Regions from separate parts of the Mus musculus genome. Here region 1 is linked to region 2. A link is a contact called in public HiChIP or PLAC-seq data. All regions are on one chromosome and are shown on one strand. Each heading gives the region's core, a stretch centred on a gene start, on an enhancer-like site or on the middle of the called end of the contact. The rest is flanking DNA. Distances are from core to core; before and after follow the strand shown. Region 1 overlaps Crtc3 (CREB regulated transcription coactivator 3). Region 2 has its middle 11 kb from the start of Gm45202.

Region 1 (3,267 bases), core at 44-2,543, 510 kb before region 2:
GCAGAGGCCAGAAAGAGGGAGCAGAAGTCACAGATGGCTGTGAGATGCCTGCTGTGGCTGCTGGGGACTGAGCACAGGTTAGGCGCACACTTACTGCAGAGCCAGCCACAGACACCATGGCACACGTCTGTAATCCTAGCACTCAAGACGTCGAAGTACAAAGATCACAAGTTTGAGGCCTACCTAGGCTACCTAGTGAGACTCTGCCTCAAACAAAACAATTAATACTTGTCAGCCATCTGATGCATGAAATATATACAATTTTCATGCCCTGATTTGGCATCTTAGGATGGTTGCTGATCAGAGGTGTTGTCCCTGAAGGCCAACTGGATCTCATTACTAGCTGCTCAGTAACTCACATTGGGACCTTAGGCAAGGTTATTAGCCTCTCTGCACCTAACTTATGCATCAGTGAGCTCTGGTGACTAAGAGTACCTAAGGTAGACTGGAAGGATTAAATTAGCTAATAATACATGAACATCCCAGAATAATGCCCAGTATGTACTTATTGCTTAATGAATATTGCAAAATTCCTGTACCAACTTCTGCTGGGTGAAATGCTAGAAACCGGGCCACCTTGTGTGATTTCAGTAAACGCTGATCCCACCTTTCCTGTCTGTGTGGTATGCTGTCTAGGGCTAGAGAACTAAGTTTTGCTATTTATATAAAGCTTCTTTTGTTTTCATTTTTCAGGTGAGGATTCATGTATCCAAAGCTGCATTAGAGCCCAGATGAGAGTGGCCTAGAACTCTGTGTAGGGTGGGGGAGAGGAGGGAACTCACTATGTACCCCTGGCTGGATTGAAACTAATTTTGTAGATAGACCAGGCTGATGTGGACTTCATAGAAATCCACCTGCCTCTACCTCCCAGGTATTTGGACCAAAGGTGGGTGCTACCATGCCTGACAACCTTCAACTTCTAATTTTTCTGTCTTTGCCTCCCAAGTGGTGGGACCACAGGCATGTGCCACTATAGCCAGTTTATACCATGCTGGGGAATTGAACCCAGGGCTTCACAAGTGTTAGGTAAGCACTCTGCTAATTGTGCCACAGTCTTAACCTCTTCTGTCCCCTGCCCCACAGCCCCCTATCCTTTCAACCAGATCTTACTGTGTAGCCTAGACTGGCCTGGAACTTGTAATCCTGTGTCAGCTTTTCAAGTGCTAGAGTTACAGGCGTGTGCTACCACACCGGCCTTACATAAAGCTCCTTAGAATCTGTGCAGGCTGGTTAACATCTGAGTGTTTCCTCATTGGCTGGATAAAAATAACCTTGCTGAAGTCTTAGCTGCCCTGGCTGGGGTCATCCAGACTGTATGTGAAGGCACTGAGTGCAACTCCAGGAGAGGCAGGGACCTAGGCAGTGGCAGAGCAGGGCAAGGGCGGAAGCTGTTTCTCCAGGTGCCCTTACATTTGGACTCTGAAATTCAGTTCTCATTCCTCTCTCTGGAACCAGGCCCTGATTGTTAGGTCGCTAAAGAGTGGCAGGTGGGAGCCACAAGCAGCACACTGCCTGTCTCTAAATTTTTAAGTCACCACATATTTTGGCTGTAGAATCAGCCAAAGTTTTGTTCCAGTTCCTTACAAAATTTCACAACATTTCAGGCGTTAGAATTGGTCCCTGTGTTGTGAAGCAGCTGGGTTTTATACTTTAGACTTGAAGATGAAGGCTTAGTGGTTGATTATTACGTTGGGTGTTTTCCAAGAGTCAATGCCATCTGTGGAAGTTTCTCTGTTGTCCCTAATGCCAGGTTCTGTAGCAGTTTCTCTGTTCAAAAATACAGCCTGTGTTCAGGACACTCCCTGGGTACAGAAATTGGTTTCCTTGGCAACAGATAGCTGGTGTCTTAGCTCTTTTCTTTCTTTACTCTTGGGGATGTAACTTCAGAAAGCTTTCCCCTCCCATTTTCTCCTGAAAACCCGTTGGAGGCAGTCACAGTAGTAGCTGTTCGATACCCATCTCTCAGTACCAGGGACTGAACGCGGCTTTTGCTAAGTAGGCACTCATATCATTGAGCCGTGTCCTCATCCCTGTTTAAATGGTTTATTTTGGGATAGTGTCTCAGTGAGGTGCCTAGGCTGGCCTCCTCCTTGCTCTGTAACTCAGACAGACTGGGAGCTCTCAGCCTTCCAGCCTTAGGCTTGCCCCAGCAGGTCCAGCTCACACTTCCCATTTTTGAGGGGAGTAGGAGGATCCTAGGAATTGAACCCAGGACTTTATAAGTGCTGGCAAATACACTGCCACTAAGCTAGACTTCCAGAGATTCTAGTTTGTTTATTCTTTGTCTATGTGTCTGTGTGTGCGCACATGTGTGTTTGTAGATATTGGAAGCCACAGGGTATGTGTGGAGGTCAGAGAACAGCTTTCAAGGAGAGTTGGTTCCCTGCTTTCACCATCTGGGTTCTGAGGGTGTCATCGTGTTTTTAACACATGTATTTTTTATTATTGTGTGTGATGTGTGGATGTGTGTGCGTGCGTGCCCGATCCCCACCTAGCGTGTGTTAGTGTATGTTAGAGTTTCTTCTTCTTTCATGGGCTCCAGGGCTGACCTCAGTCTTGGGCAGCAAACACTTAATGCACTGAGTCACCTCACCAGCCCTGGTGTAATTTCCGAGTGCAGAGGGAAACACTTCCCCACAGTGTTAGCCAGGAGGGGCTCATTTGATTGAGACAGCCTACTATCTCGTCCCAACTAGCCTGAAACTCTCAACATAGACCAGGCTGGCCTTGAGCTTGTACTGATTCTCCTGCCTCTGCCTCCTGGATTCCAGGACTCCTGCACCTGCTGGTCTCAGGTTGGCTCTGGTACTGCGGGTTGAACCCACTTCCCTAAGCTACACTCCAGTCTCTAGGCAGGAGTCCGGTGGTGCTCGGAGGACAGAAGTGTTGAGTGTCTGAGCTCTGTCTGTGTGCTCTGCCACTTCATTCTCCTGCTGGAGTGCAGGTTGGCATCTTCATCCCCATTATACTGATGCTTTCACAGTGACATACCAAAGGTCGCACAGTGGCAAGTGACGGTGTCATGACTCTGACCCAGTTTATCTTTCCCAGGCCTTTGCTCTTATTTAGCAAATAAAATAGAATACCCAGAATCAATCATGTGTTTTATTCTTTTCCAGTCTGTATAATTGCTTTACCTTTTTTTTTTTTCCCCTCCTGGACCCTTCAGCTAGTCACGGTGGCGTCACTTTTGCTTGGCTCTTCTCTTAGATTATGTGTTGGTTTTTCATTCCCTCGGCCACCTGAGCAATCTTTTTATTAATCTAA
Region 2 (3,195 bases), core at 582-3,081:
ACTAGCTCTTTTGTTGGTTGGTTGATTGGCTGGTTTTTCCTGGAGAGAGGGTTTCTCTGTGCAGCTCTTGCCCTCCTGGAACTTGTTCTGTAGACCAGGTGTGGGTTCGAGTCCCACCTCCTGTCACACACAGGGTGGCCTTGAACTCAGAGATCCTCCTACCTCTGCCTCCCAAGTGCTGGGATTAAAGGCATGGGCACTTTTCTTTTATCTTTTCTTTTCTTTTCTTTTCTTTTCTTTTCTTTTCCTTTCTTTCTTTTCTTTTCTTTTCTTTTTTTTTTTAATTTTTCGAGACAGTTTCTCTGTGTGGCTCTGGCTGTCCTGGAACTCACTTTGTAGACCAAGCTGGCCTTGAACTCAGAAATCCACCTGCCTCTGCCTCCCGAGTGCTGGGATTAAAGGTTTGTGCCACCATGCCCAGCTTCTTTTTTCTTTTGGAACAGGTTCTCAGTGTGTAGACTAGCCTTGAACTCAGAGATCTTTCTGCCTCAGGCTCTCTCACATGCTACTACTTAAAAGATGTATACCAGCACACTTTGCTAAAATACTCTCCTCAAACAGAAGATTGTACCAGGCAGTGGTGGTACACACCTTTAATCGAAGCACTTTGGAGGCAGAGGCAGGCAGATTTCTGAGTTCGAGGCCAGCCTGGACTCCAGGACAGCCAGGGCAATACAGAGAACACCCCTCCCAGATGGCAGTGTAGGACTGGGAATGTAGCCCAGGGAGGAGAGTGGTTGTCTAGCATGTGCAGTGTGCTGGATTCCATCTCCAGTATTCTGAAAACTGGGTGTGGTCACCCTCGATTGGAGTCCCAGCAGTTGGGAGGTGGAGGCAGAAGGATCAAAAGTTCAATACCATCCTTCCCAACTCAGGGAGTTTGAGGATAGCCTGGAGTACACGAAATTCCTGTCTCAAAATAAAACAATAGCTGTGTGTGTGCACGATGCACGCCTTTAATCCCCGCACTCAGGAGGCAGAAGCAAGGGTGAACCTCTGTACGTCTGAGGCCAACCTGGTGTCCATAGAAAGCTCCAGACAAGCTAAGGCTATACAGTGAGGCCTTGTCTCAATAATTAAAACAATAATCTGGGACAGAGGCAGGCGGATCTCTGAGTTTGAGGCCAGCCTGGTCTACAGAGTGAGTTCCAGGACAGCCAGGGCTAGACAGAGAAACCCTGTCTCGAAAAACCAAAAAAAAAAAAAAAAAAAAAAAAAAAAACTGGGCCAGTGAAGTGATGAGCACCTTTAATCCCAGCACTTGGGAGGCAGAAGCAGGCGGATCTCTGATCTTCCTCTTGCCTCACCCTCTGGAATGCTGGGAAGGCAGACCCATGCCACCCCATACCCCTCTTTCACCCTTTCAAATGTCCTAGTAGACAATTTAACATCACAGTGAGTCTTGCGCGTTGTGTTTTGTGGGCCGCAGCATCGGGACAATGTCTGGCCTGTCTCAAGCAGGTATACCTGTCAGCTCTTGCCAGCATTCCTGCCTGGCCTGGTGAGCGCTCCTCAGGTGGCGGGTTTCACTGGAAACACTCCTGCCCTCCCTTTTCTTGCCTCTGCTTTGGAGAGGGATCCCTGCAAGGCATCTGTTTCCCTTCCAGGCTTGGCGTGTGTTCTTGTCCTCTGGTTCTTCTTTTTAACTTCCTCCCCGAAACCGCTCCAGATGCACCCTGCCTCAAAAGCTTAGCATTTCTAAAAAAGGTGGGATTTTCCTGCTGTCTCTTCTCCCATTTCTCACCACACCCCACTCGGCTCTGTCTGGCTCCAGGACTCTGCGCCTCAAGCATCTTTCTGATCAGACTGAATCCTTTCTTATCTGAACTTACTGGTCACTTTACCTAAGTCTCTCTGTTTCCTCCTTCAGCCCCGCCCTTCTGAGGTCTGGCCCACTATAGAGAGATGGGACTGCGTTCCAGGGGCTGCCTTATGCACTTTTTCCCCAGCCGGCCCCCCGCCCCGGCCCCCACCCCTGAGGCCGTGGGTCTCCTCTCAGCCTGGCAGCTGGTAGAGAGACGATCTGCATCTCAGCTGTGGCTGCCCACTCATCTGTTTCTCAGGAGACCCACATAGACACCAGATGGCAAGTCTGCAATGTGCTTAGCGGGGTGAGAACAGGTTTTGTTTGGGAAAATATCTCGATCAGCCAGTTGGGCCGAGAAGGGGAAGTGCCAAGGACGCGGTTGAAGAGAGCTGGTTACACACAGGAGGAACTGAGTAGCTGCGTGAAGGACAGCTTGCAAGACAGTGGTGAGAGATCTCAACAACAGGAAAGTCAGAACGGGGGAGATGCAAAACAAGAGAACCCAGCCCAGAGGGTGCCACGATTGGTTTTTACATATATTTATCTATTTTACATGTATGTATGTGTGTGTCCATAGTCTTCTTGTGGAGTGTGGAGGTCAGAGGACAACTTTAGGGAGTCAGTTCTGTCCTACAGAGTGGGTTCTGAGGATGGAACTCAGATTACTGGCTTTGGCAGGAAGTACCATATCACTAACTCACCTCACTGGCCTGGCCCCCCCCCCCCCATCCCCCTCTGTGACTTTTGTTAGTGGGTTGAGTAGGATCTTGCTATGTAGCCAAGACTAGTCTCAAAGTTTCAAACTTTAAGCTTGCAGTCCTCTTGCCACAACTTAAGTTGTTCTCCTGCCCCCAACCACCCCTTCCAGACTGGCTCTCAATTTGTAATCTTGACTATCCTCAAACTTAACTATGTAGCCCTGCCTGGTCTTGAACTCATAGAAGTCCATCTGCCTCACTTTCCCATGTGCTGAGATTAAAGGCATATATTACCATTCCTAGCCTTTTAAATTTATTATATATACTGTAGCTGTCTTCAGACACACCAGAAGAGGGTATCAGATCTCATTACAGATGGTTGTGAGCCACCATGTGGTTTCTGGGAATTGAACTCAGGACCTCTGGAAAAACAATCAGTGCTCTTAACCACGGAAGCATCTCTCCAGCCCGCCACCTGCCATGTATGTGTGTGTATGTGTGTTGCTTTTAACCATTGAGCCATCTCTCTAGCTCCAATTAGCTATGAGTTTTGGATGACTATTTTTGTTGTTGTTTTAACTGTGCAAATATACATAGCAGGCAGGTATCGTGGCAATTACCTTTAATTCCTGAACTCCAGAGTAAAAGACAAGTGGATTAGACAGGTGGACAGCCTATTATAAGTTCAAG

The links. HiChIP or PLAC-seq counts read pairs in DNA pulled down with a chosen protein or histone mark.
Region 1: a contact with region 2 is called in an H3K4me3 HiChIP or PLAC-seq map of bone marrow-derived macrophages, with 5 times the contacts expected there. The contact joins two enhancer-like sites. A contact is called at or near these places in 1 of 39 promoter capture datasets (the C10 cell line), 1 of 484 Hi-C or Micro-C datasets (bone marrow-derived macrophages) and 2 of 115 datasets of contacts at active chromatin or transcription factors (astrocytes and bone marrow-derived macrophages).

Annotation. Positions count from the first base shown.
Region 1 is chr7:80,653,912-80,657,178 of GRCm38.p6, reverse strand. All of the region lies in intron 2 of Crtc3 (CREB regulated transcription coactivator 3), which reads left to right. Gm51450 (a long non-coding RNA gene) reads right to left here. Exons shown (of 3, transcript XR_003946653.1): 3 at 1-3,267. Among named protein-coding and RNA genes, the nearest start is that of Gm51450, 7.7 kb to the right of the region's middle. Within about 2 kb of position 1,293, at least 80 of the 459 cell types and tissues checked have an H3K27ac peak or open chromatin away from gene starts, as enhancers often do. A contact at or near this core is called in bone marrow-derived macrophages, where this site is marked.
Region 2 is chr7:80,142,512-80,145,706 of GRCm38.p6, reverse strand. No RefSeq gene overlaps it. Among named protein-coding and RNA genes, the nearest start is that of Gm45202, 11 kb to the left of the region's middle. Within about 2 kb of position 1,831, at least 140 of the 459 cell types and tissues checked have an H3K27ac peak or open chromatin away from gene starts, as enhancers often do. A contact at or near this core is called in bone marrow-derived macrophages, where this site is marked.